Linked DNA regions of Mus musculus: region 1 is linked to region 2. The links are chromatin contacts, called in public HiChIP or PLAC-seq maps. All regions are on one chromosome and are shown on one strand. The core of a region is the stretch at or near the end of the contact, and the rest is flanking DNA. Distances in the headings are between cores, read along the strand shown.

Evidence for each region. HiChIP or PLAC-seq counts read pairs in DNA pulled down with a chosen protein or histone mark.
Region 1: a contact with region 2 is called in an H3K27ac HiChIP or PLAC-seq map of T-cell acute lymphoblastic leukemia, with 2.8 times the contacts expected there. The contact joins two enhancer-like sites. A contact is called at or near these places in 1 of 484 Hi-C or Micro-C datasets (the G1E-ER4 cell line), 7 of 115 datasets of contacts at active chromatin or transcription factors (T-cell acute lymphoblastic leukemia, a beta-TC-6 cell line, embryonic stem cells and 1 more) and 1 of 9 other capture datasets (embryonic stem cells).

What each region holds. Positions count from the first base shown.
Region 1 is chr14:65,547,066-65,552,801 of GRCm38.p6, forward strand. Elp3 (elongator acetyltransferase complex subunit 3) reads right to left here. Exons shown (of 15, transcript NM_001253812.1): 11 at 4,320-4,410; 12 at 2,355-2,420; 13 at 801-1,028; 14 at 69-150. Among named protein-coding and RNA genes, the nearest start is that of Elp3, 43 kb to the right of the region's middle. Within about 2 kb of position 1,431, at least 11 of the 459 cell types and tissues checked have an H3K27ac peak or open chromatin away from gene starts, as enhancers often do. A contact at or near this core is called in the G1E-ER4 cell line and T-cell acute lymphoblastic leukemia, where this site is marked.
Region 2 is chr14:65,373,720-65,379,815 of GRCm38.p6, forward strand. The region is part of intron 1 of Zfp395 (zinc finger protein 395); the gene reads left to right. Among named protein-coding and RNA genes, the nearest start is that of Zfp395, 18 kb to the left of the region's middle. Within about 2 kb of position 2,957, at least 223 of the 459 cell types and tissues checked have an H3K27ac peak or open chromatin away from gene starts, as enhancers often do. A contact at or near this core is called in the G1E-ER4 cell line and T-cell acute lymphoblastic leukemia, where this site is marked.

The DNA.
Region 1 (5,736 bases), core at 181-2,680, 170 kb after region 2:
ATCATGGAGAGGCAAAAGATCGAATCTCAGTGTGAACAGATGAGTCAGAAACCCATCTCTCCAGTCACCTGATATAACTGCCATTTTCCCAGATCCATGCTCTTCCCGAGCGATTCTCTCTGCCTCTTCCATCAGCAGCATGCCGAACCCCTAGAAGGAGCATAAGGGAAGAGAAGGGACCCCAGTAAGCAAGGGCTGCACAGCACCTTTTAAACAGTGATAAAACTCTACTGATGAGCCAGAAGAGTGCACGGATCCCAACCAGAGCACACTCCTGACTTAGTCAGCACTCCATCGAGAGCCAGCGTGGCATTCGGGGTGCTGTGCCTGGGGTCTAGGCAGCCCCAGCTGACAGGAGTCTGTGGCAACAGGTCTTATTTATTCGACCCACCTTCCACTTTTGAAAGGGTTTGGAACGTGGTAAAATTGTTGTAGCATCCCATTTGGTGTTTACCCTAAACCTATTATTACTGCTTTTAACAAATTTTCCTGAAACTGAAAAATACAGATTTCCAACTTTAGGTTGCTAGGGGTTACTTATACAACACAACTGACACCTGTGAATCACTTTCCTGTCATTCGATTCCACAGGAAGTGAACCAGTTTTGTTTGAATCTGATAATTGGGGTGTATCTGTTATCCTTTGGAACCACATGGGAGCAACATGGAGAAGGACTGCCCCAAAACAACTGAAAAGAAGCCTCTTTCCCACACCCTCTCTCCCTTCTCTCCTCACCAGCTGCCTTAACTTTCCCTATTTCAGGCAATTTCTTAAGTATAACCCAATTAAAACAGGATACCTGATGCTGAAATTTAGTGGGATCCCGGCTGCTCACAGGGACCACACTTCCATACACGTGTAGCTCTCGGACTATGGAAACACCTCCACCCAGTTCAAACCGGAAGGTTTCCTCAGAGCACTTCCGCAGCCTTAGGAGGCCAATCAGAATGTCCTGATCAGGATCTTCGTAGGACAGGAAAGTTTCCCAGCCACCATTGGCAACATAATCTCTCCGTACCAACTCGACCTGGTGGATAAGGAGCCATGAAACATCTCATTCAGAACTAAAGAACCAAGTTCATTTTTATAATTGCAGGAATGTGTTTAGGCTAATGTTCAGCTAGGAACAAAGCATGAATCATCACTAATTATGGCTTTTATTTGCCTCCTCTCAAGTAGCACAGGATTGTTCATGGGCTATTCTAAATGGAGAACAATTTTACAAATATTTGAACTTAATTAACCTTGAGATTCTTACAGATATTCAGCTTAGTGAATGCTTTTATGTAAATTTATGTCCCACAAACTGTCTCTAAGATAAAACTACAGATTAAATCACACATGTGGCTTTTAGGACCCCTCCCCCACTTTGCCTTCAAACTGTCAGTTAATGGTTTCCTTGTCTAGTTCTTACTTCTTCCACTAAAACCTCCTTTGTGTGTACGTGTGTGTGTGTGTGTGTGTGTGTGTACGTGTACGTGTGAACTCCTCTCCTAGATTTTAGAAAGTGTGACATTGGGCGGGGCTTGTGAAATAGGCCTAGTGAGGGAGGAATACATTAAGATTGATCAATAGAGCACAGTTTACCACAGAGGGATGGATGGGAACTTCAGTGGTAGAAATCTACAGATTCTGACTCTTCAACCTGCTGTACAGGTGATTCTATGAATAGTATGGCATAAGAGGTGGACACCCAGAATTCTACATATTTAGACACACCCTGTAAAGCAAAATAAACAACCCCTCAGCTTGAAGTTTGGTATATAAAATGATTAATGTGTCAGGTCTACTTTTTCCTCTTAATAGGCCCTTTAGCAACAGTTCATGCTAAGAACAGAATCCAGCCTTTCACACACGGGATTCCCAAGAATTGTGCTTCACAGACAATGCTGCACTGAGTTAGATGTTACAGATGTATGGAAGTGAACTACTCAGAATGCCCAGGGCACTGTGCTGAAGCTATGGGAAAGCCAGTTAGGACAAGAACTTGCAGGTTACATAGCGGAGAGCAGCAAGGCTGTCCATAGGAAGCAGTCACTAGTCACAAGCAGCTACTTACACATGAATGCATTTAAATCAAATGACTGGAACTCTTGAGTCCCTACTGTGCTCTCCAGAGTCACTGCAGACAGACTAGGGGTAACATGAAGCAGCTTCACCTTAGAACATTTCCCACACTGCAGAGTTGGTGAAAAAATGAGGTCTAGCCTTGGTTTTCCTTACCTGGCTCTTCTATAATGCAGTGACTCTCATGGCTGGTTTTCCTGCTTGCTACTTTCTGCAATGAGCTATTCACTCAGTTAGGGGTAAGCAGGTGGGGTCCAGGCTTGGGGCAGATTTAGAGGAGACTGACCTGGTATGGCCGCACTCTGTGATGAATTTCTTGGATTCCAACCTCCCTGGTTCTCACATCACGGCACTGCCAAAAAATCAAAGTAGTGACTCATTCATTGTTCATTTAAAACAAATCCTGGACTCAAAATCATGTCTGTACATAACTTACACTGAAATAGAAAAATGAAAACTTTAAAAAGCCATCTTTACAAAATTTGATGATGGGGATTTGTAAAGGTGTACTGTTTCCCTTTCAAAATGAGTTTAGAACTCAAAGAGACCATATATAATCTTGGAAAATGAACAATTTTAAGTTAGAAAGTTAGAAAATAGTTTTGCCCAAGAGACTTAACTGTGAAAAACACAACTCCAAAATATGATTGAAAATACAGTCCCAAAATATCACAGGAAGAGTAAAAACAAATTCTTAAGTCTTTAAAATCTATGTATGACATTATTATTTTTAGTGTTGTATCATTTTAAATATGTCAAAAGACACATATCAAAGATATGTTTCCTTTTCCAAGAAAGGCATTGTAAAGGAAAGAAGGAAGGGAAGATATAAAAGGAACCTAGATTCATATCTGACACAAATTGGACTTCAACTCCAGATAGCTCTTGGGCATCCCCCACCTGTGCGCAGCTGCCGGGAGATGGTGTCAATGGAAGGCATGGTCAGGATCCTAACAGCACTCGCTCCTACTACTCAGCCCGGTGTCCATCCCATACAGCCTGACACTTAGCATTACAGAATCCCTGCATTATCCAATGATATGTCCCCCTGCTTAGTCCTCCTCTACAGAATAAACATACATGTATCTACCAGTGAGACAGAATCATGCAAGCAATATCACTAACAATGTATCTATAAGAGTTCGTTATTCAGTTTTGCAAAAAACAAAGTTATTTTCTTGTTTCAGGAAACCCACCCAGCAAGATACTCTGCTGATGTGGCCTGAACAGCAAATAAGGGCCATGGGTTTCTACAGCTGACCAGCTCTCTATAGGAGACTAGGTGTATGTGGCTAGAGGTCATTGGTCTCAATCAGCAGGCACCCTGCTTCCTCTTTGTTCTTTCTTGGAGTATGATTTTTCAAAGGCAGAGATGACATCTACTTACTTTCTGGAAAGGAAAGCCTAAGAGACTCTGCTCTTTGGATTGATTCCTGGGCCCCTTAGCAGAGGCTAGCAAGGGTTAGACGGGGGCAGGGTAAAGATGGCCAATACACAAGGAGACTGCTGGTAACCAGGTCTGTTGGACCCCTAGAAGCGGATCCTTAGGAGGCCAGAGATGGAGGCCAGCTGGCAAGTGACGAGCAGAGTAGGCACAGTACTGTGTGATGCTGGTGACCAGCCTCATGCACTTGCTTATTTCTAAACGTCTATTATATCTAATTATTATATTATTTTGTTGAATATTCAAATAATTCAATAGTATTCAAACATTTCATTTTGGACAATGTTCTAACATGTTTTCCTCCATGATAATTTGAGGAAGTGTAAAGTAAGTCATGGGTCCATGCTTGAAAACAGCCAACAGATCCCCTGCTCTCTCCTGATCCACTGCACTGGTTTCTGAAGGCAGAGTCTAACCCCTGGTGCCCTGGCCAGACACTGCTTCCAGCTTATCTCTTCAGAAGTTCCAAGAAGTTTCTAGAATGCTTCATTTCAGACTCACTACTACCTCCCAAGACTGTTAAATTAATAGCTTCCTTCCTTCTCTTACGGTCAAGAGAGAGACGCTGCCTGGTAAGTATAAAGCAACAGGTTATAGAAGTCAGAAGACAAAGACACAAGGGGACAGCAGCAGTGTTTGTCACCACTCATACAGCTTCTGCAAGCTACCCAGAACACCTCGAACACACAAAGTTTTCTGACACAGCTGGTACCAGCAACGCCTGAGAGTGACAGCCCTGGGGCTAAGTGCAAGGAGACTCCCTATTCCTTCACAGCACACCTGGCTGGCAGCCACATTAACTCATACCTGTATTCCAAGATCCTTCATTCTTGCAAATGCCAGCTCGCGCAGGTTGCCATGCTCCACTCCTGAGCTGACAAGGGGCATTGGGATGTCTCTGTAGGAGAAAAACACCAACTGTGGGGAAATGTAAACTATTTTCCATAGTAGTCCGGCAGTGAGATTTTAAAAATAAAAAACAATGAGAGACCACAAAGCTGCGGAGCAGAAGGCAGAGGATGCTAGGGATGAGAGGAGGCAAGGTAGAGAGCATCCCTGTACCCTAGATTACCCATCTGTAAGCTCCCTTCTTCCCATCTCTCAGGGGGGTATGAAGCACATATAATGGAAATCACAGTAGAGAACAAAGCACAGAATCTGCCCAAATGCTGGGAGCCATTAGGAAAAATCTGGGGTTCATGAGACACTGCACTAAATGAAACAAGGATTAAAACAAATAAACCTCAACTCAATGGAGAGAAAAAAACCAATTGTGAATCAGAAACCACTTGGCAAACACTTTCCCTTCTACACAGCAGCTGAAAGTCACCAACAAGGAAGGTCAAAAGCCTGGTTTAACTGCTCCCACAGACCCTTCCCCATTTCAGCAGGCCTAAGGATGGGGAAATGAGATTTGTCCTCTGCACTGGGATAGTGCAGAGTGCCCGACATCAAGGAGAGGCCAGTCAAAAGCCGAAGTCAGGGTTGTACTGCACTTACTCCTGAAGGCTGATCAGTGAGCACAAAGAACATTTCATGAATCTACCAGGCTCTGGAACCCAACTGTTTCCATGGCGATACTATAAAGAGAAGCACACTAGGAGGCTTAAAGTGACAGTGCCCTAAGACATTTGCTTCACCTTGTGACTATGTCTTAACACGGTAGCATACACGGCTTACATAGAGGTTGTTTTAGTATAATGATTCCTAACTTTCGAAATTTAGTCTTTTAAAATCAATATATGCTTCAAAGTTAATAATCAGGTAAAAATCACACAATGGTTATTAAAGTAAAAATTATTTAGAAAGGAATATATATATATATATATATATATATATATATATATATATACACACATTGCTTAAATCTTTCTGGTTCTATAAGCCAAATCTAAGTCTTCACAGTGCCCCCTTTTAAATGTTGGAATATTTTATAGTAATCTGATATATGGCTATCCTCATTAACATACTAAATATTTTAGAACTTAAAATATATTTCCAAACATTGTTATACATGGTCTAAAATTAACCTGTGATGATCAGTGGAGGTCGCGCTAATACTTAATACCCGACAAATTAATTTCCTGTGTGGTTATTCCTGGGAGTTAAGTCCTATAAGGTTGCTATGAACAATGAACCAGACAAAGCTAGTTCTAGGAAAAGCAGGGCTAGGCTTCAACTGGTCAGGTCGTGACCTCACTTTGTGTTTGTGTTAAAATGACGA
Region 2 (6,096 bases), core at 1,707-4,206:
TCTCACAACTGAACCTAGAGCGATCTGGCTGATAATCCAGCTAGCCAGCTTACTCTGTGGGACCCTCTAGCTCTGCTTCTAATTGCTGGATTTAGAAGTGGGCTGCCATGTCTGGCTAGTGTTTACATGGGTTCTAGGAATCCAGATTTTGATCCCTACAGCTCTTTATTCATTGAACTATTTCCCCAGCCGGGAAGTGGTGGCACACACCTTTAGTCCCAGCACTCAGGATGCAGGAGCAGGAGGCTTTCCGAGTTTGAGTCTAGCTGGCCTACAGAGTGAGTGCCAGGACAGCCAGGGCTATGTAGAGAAACCTTGTCTTGAAAAACTGTGTGTGAGTGTGTGCGCGTGCGTGTTTTACCATGTCACAGGTGTAGTAACCAAGGCATAACAAAGCAGCCTTATTTTTTTTCCTGAAGGTCACAAAGTCGAGCAGTGAGCTCATTTGCTGCCGGGGCTGATATGTGCCTTCTCCTCTGGTGGCCCTGCTGTTGGGGGAAGCCCCATCCTGGATCACTGCCCCAGGGCCCCTTTCCCCTTTCCTGCCACAACCACCCATGCCACTTTGACCTCGCTGTGAGTTAAGATCTTTAACAAGAAACCTCAGGAGTCATCCCGCCTAGGCAGCCTGGCCTCTGCTCATTTGTGAGTGACCATCTTGGCTGTCCTGAGAGTTCAGGCCTCTTGGAATCAGATCATCTGAACTCCCAGCTGAGAGCTGTCATTTCTGTGTCTGTGGTTCTGGAAAATTGCTCAAACTCACTGGGGCTCAGTTTGCTTATCTGGGAAATGGGGATGGCCAGGGCACATATCTTGTGAATTATCTAGGAGGATTAAATGAAGTACAAATTTCGAACTGCACATCGAGTTACTGGAGCTTGGGTAGCTGAATCAGCAAAGCTATTGGACTGGTCCTGAACATAGCCTCTGAAAGACTGTGGTTTGTGTGTCAAGTTTCCTATTCCGTGCTTGTCTGTTGATGTTGTAACCAACCGTTCTAATGAAGTAGCCATGAGCACCTGTGCTCTTAGGTCATAGGTGTGTGTGTGTGCGCGCGCCTGTGCCTCTACTCTGGGCAGGGTTGGAACCATCCTTGTCTTCTTCCTCCACTTAGCATTGTCTTCAGGACCTAGGCCCTGACACAGCCGTGTCAGCAGATGGCTAGGGTCTGGGGCTTTGCTCAGTGGTACTGCTGGCCCCAGGTTTCTGGTGAGTCAGTGCTCAAGTGCGTCCTAGCGCCAGTGTGGGCCGGATCTGCTCCACGAGGCTGGCCAGGCCACACCCCGGGGAAGTTTGGCAGTCAGCCTTGAACACCCTGGGCAGGGCCCCAAGACAGATGTAGGCACAGGGGAGTGAGCAGGGGAGCAGACCGTGGCTGAAGAGAGGTGACAGGCGCCTGGTCATGTGGGAGACAGACATTCCCTCTCTCTGGACTCCCTAAATGTCTAGGCTTGCATTGAGTATGCACTGAGGACTGACCCCAGGGGGTTTGCTGGCCAGGAGGCCTCTAAGAGCAAGAGGTTGGATTTCTTTTCCCCTAGCTTGCTGAAGTCAGCTTGGTTGGGATTCCAGTTAATTAGTGGCTCACCCATGGTAGGCTTCTGGATTCCCTTGAGAGTAAGTAGTTGTATTTCAGGTTCTGGTCGGGTACCCCGGTGCAATGCCAGTTCCTAGATGGCTGTTGGTGGACAGTGGCTGTGCAGAGCTCAGAGTCACTTGCTATGTTATTTAGCACGGGCCTCACGGCCATGAGAGGAACATGGTCCTTCTGGATTTGGCGCAGTGTGCAGGCATTGGCTCAGTGAGGCAGATGCAGTCTCACCCTCACAGGTGAGGTGCGGAGCTTCGGACTTGAAGGTGGTGGTTGCTGGTGGCTTCTGGAGTGGACACTGATTCCTGAGGGGTACTTAGTTAGTGCCTTGATCTCCACCCTCCCTGTTGAGTGTCTGTGCAGGCACAGTATTCCTTGCATGTGCGCACACTGTTTGTCATTGTTAGTTGTAAGTCTCACACTCCAGCCTGGTGCCTGAATCGCCGGCACATTTGCTGGCACCCGGAGCCTGGTTCTCCGCCACAGGGAAGGTGCAGGGCTGCCGGGTGACCTATTGATTTCAGCCAGGAGCGTCGCCAGGTACTTTGCCTCTTCCGCCAAGCCCTCTGCTTGTTTATTTGGCCTTGTCAGGGAATGTGGTAATGTCAGGGAGTGACGTCTGAACCCTGCAGCCTCCTCTTCCAAGTGGGCTCACCGTCAGCAGCCATTCTGTTCATTTGGCATCACCAGGGTCTGAGGTTAATCCGTTCAAATGGTGACCACGTTCTAAAGGGCACTTGCTCTAAGCACTTCTTTGGAAAAAGAAGAAAGAAAAAAGAATTATATCCTATGCTCTGCTTCTCTTCAAGGAGGAAAATGTCACCTGCTCTCCTTTCGCCAGAGGCCCCTTCTTTCCTGGGTCACCCTTCCTACCCCTCAATTCCTGGAGAAGGGAGAACCAAACCCAGGAGGAGCCACCAAGACTGTAAATGTTCCCCCACCGGGTTCCTAAGGTGATCTTGGGCAAATGAGTGGCTTTCTTAAGGGACCCTGCTTTCTCCACGGCAAAAAGGGGTACAACTGTCCCTCCAAATTAAAAATGATCTTTCATTCACTTACTGTGTGCCTGTGCCTGTACCTCGCATGTGCGTGTGGAGTTCGGCCAGAACACAGCCTAGTCTGCAGGAGGTGGTTCTAGTCTTCTACCATGTGAGACCCAGGGATGTGGTTCAGGTCCCTGGGCTTGGTGACAGGCACCTTTTCCCCTGAGCCATCCTCCATGTTTTATTGGGTTACTGGGGTAGGAAAGAACAGCAGCCCCCAAATTGTCTGTTAAATTGAGAGTAGACAGGGAACCACCTGAGTGTTTGCCCTTTGAGCTCCAGCACCAGGCTCCGAAGCTTGCCGGGAAAAGCCACAGAGCTGCCAGCTGTCTGGGGCCTGTCTCCCCGGGGAGACTCTGCTCCTAGTCCCCTCCCCTGAGACCTGCCTGGCTCTGGGGAGAGTGCCAAGTCAGCACTCCTTTATCTCCCTGTCTCCTCCGGGGAGGAGTTTGAGCCCAGTTTCAGTCAGGTTTAACCATAACATTCCCTCTCTGTTATGTATGTATTTACTTTCTGCTGGTTGAAACAGGATCTTCTTACTGTGTTGTCTAGGCTGTTCTCCCCTGCTTCAGCCTCCTCAGGACTATAGGGATTGCACCTATACATGTATTACCTGCTTTTTGCCCGTTCTTTTCCTCTGTGTGTGTGTGTGTGTGTGTGTGTGTGTGTGTGTGTGTGTGTGTGTGTTCAGAGCTAGGGGTTGAACCCAGAGCTTTGGTGCATGCTATTTCAATGCTGGCTCCCCCCCCTCCTTTTCATCTTTTAAAAACTTTGAAACTGAGTCTCACTAAGTCCCCAGGCTTGCCTTGAACTTACTGTGTAGCTTAGTCGGGCCTTGAACTTGGAATCCTCTTGCCTCAACTTCCCGGTTAGCTGGGATCACAACCCTGCCTGCACTATAAGGCCTGCCTCTTATGAAATCAGTCTTAGAGCAGAGTTTGAGTGCTGTCTAAGGCCCTGCCTTGGGCGGGAGAGATGGCTCAGTGGATAAGGACACTTGTTGCTCTTGCAGAGATCCTGGGTTCTGTTTTCAGTCTCCATATGTTGGCTCGCGTCTATCTGGGACGCCAGTTCTAGGTGATCAGATATTGTCTGCGGACCTCTGTGGGAGCCAGGCACGGACATGGTACACATATAAAACACTCAGACACATTAAAATATGTCTAACAACCAAAAAAACTGCTTTACTTTTTCTAAAAATGTGTATGAGTGTTTTGCCTATACGCATGTATGTTTATACATGTGTGCAATACCCACAGAGGCCATAAGAAGGCACAAGAACCCTTGGAATTGGGGTTGTGAGCTGCCATGTGGGTGCTGGGAATTGAACCTGGGTCCTCTGCAAGAGCAGCAAATGCCCTTAACAGCAGGGTCCTCTTTCCAGCCTTCTGCCTTGCTTTGATGTCTACCTTCACGTCAGGGGAAGCAGCAGGTCCTTTTTAGAACTATTTTTTTGTTTCATTTGCAATTTTATTTGTTTTATGTGTATGAGTGTTTTGCCTGTATCACTTGCATGCAGTGCTCAAGGAGGCCTGCAGAGGGCATCAAATCCCCTAGAACTGGAATTATAGATGGTCGTGCATTGCCATGTGGGTTCTGGGAACTCCACAGGATCCTCTGCTGGAAGCAAGTACTCTTAACCACTGAGCCATTTTTCCCGGCCCCAAACTATTCTTGAATCTGGGCCCTGAGAAGATTTGATTGAAATAACAAACCTTGAGTGACAAGCAAAGTATGACAGTCTGCAAAAGGCTCTGTAGTCCCAGCGCTGCTGGTTGAATATTCTTCAGCAGAGGCTTCTGGGAAGAGAAGCTTATCAGTTATTCCACCCTGCCCCCAAACTGGGAACATCTGCAGAAATCCGTGTCTGAACCCCGAGTCATCTGTTTCATAGTCACATACCTTAAACATAATTTTACCATTTCTCGCTCACTGTGCATGTTTATGTATGTATGTATGTATGTATGTATGTATGAATGCTTACATGTATGTATGTGTCATGTGCATAACTAGTGGCCTCTGAGGTCAGGAGGGTGGTTGGATCTCCTGGACCTGTTGGTTGTGAGCTGCCACGTGGGTGCTGGGAGCTGAGTGAATGAATCCTGATCTTATGTGAGAGACTGCTCTTAACTGCCAGGTGGTCTCTGGAGCTCCTTGCACGTTATTTTTAACATGCCCGTGTTTTCACATGTAGTCACGTGTGGAATTTTCAATGTTATGACACTATACACGAGCTCTTGGTGTTTGAGGTTTTCAGATGAGAGCCCTTCCTGGGTGCTAGGCTCTGTGCTGATCACTGTCTTGTTCTAGAGAGTCAAGCCAGCAGGACAGTTAGGAACAAAGGGTGCTGTGTTTCTGTGAGAACTGGGAGGAGGGGCGGAATGGGGCGGTGCGGGGCGGGGCGGGGCGCCTGTTGCTGGGGAGAGCTGTGAACTCCTTCCTTTCCCTCAGCAGCACTGAACCGCCTCTGTCACCCCGTTGAATGCCAGCTGGGCCATGAGACCCACGGGCATATTTGCTGATCAGATTCATTTGTTATTTGCTGGAAACCGGATCGGATGACCTGCTGCTCTGGCCCATCGCTGGAGTATGAAAATGGCTCTGTTACTTGAGATCATTATTCTTCCCTTCCATGATCCTGTTACATCTGTTACTCACAACAGTAAGAGGCCCCATGCTCCATTACCGGATGTTGTGGAGAGGGGTCCAGCCCTGATTCTTGATTGGCTGATTTTTATTTAAATGTCACTTTTTTTTTTAAACCTTTAGAAAAATACAATAGTTAGAATGCCCCAAGAATTCAAACTTTACTATCTGGACAGCTGATTTGCAATTTTAAAAATTCTATGTTATTTATTTAAGTTTTGGGTGTGGGTGTGCATGTCACAGTACATGTATCTAGGTCAACAGTTTGCAGGACTTAGTTCTTTCTTTCTTTCTACCAAGTGTGTCAGACGCAGGTTGTCACTCACTCACCAGCCTGAGGCCAGTGGATTTAGAAATACCAAGTAGACCGCTAATAGATGTGCAGTGCTGTGCATCTCAAGAGTATGGTATGAAACTCTTAAATGTATATGCTCCCATTCTATAGGAGTTGGGGAGATAGCTAGGAAGCGCTCTCTGTACAGGTACGAAGAGCTGTGCCCAAGTCCCTCCAACTCAGTGAAACAGTGTGGTAGCTCAAATCTGTTCCCCCAGCTTCTACAACAAGATAGAGTGAAAGAGCAGCAGGGTGAGCGTCCCTAGCCTAGGGTACACGGGTGGGTGGTGAGGACAGACGCCTGAGGTTGCCCTCCTACCCACACATGTCCCCAGAATGTGCACACACACCAAAGAGCTGGATGGATGGCTGAGATCAGAGGCTTTGGGTTAACCCTCACTGGGATTTCGTTGTCGTCATCGTCGTCGTCTTCTTCTTCTTGATTTATTTTTATTTCTAATTATGTGTGTGTGTGACTGGGT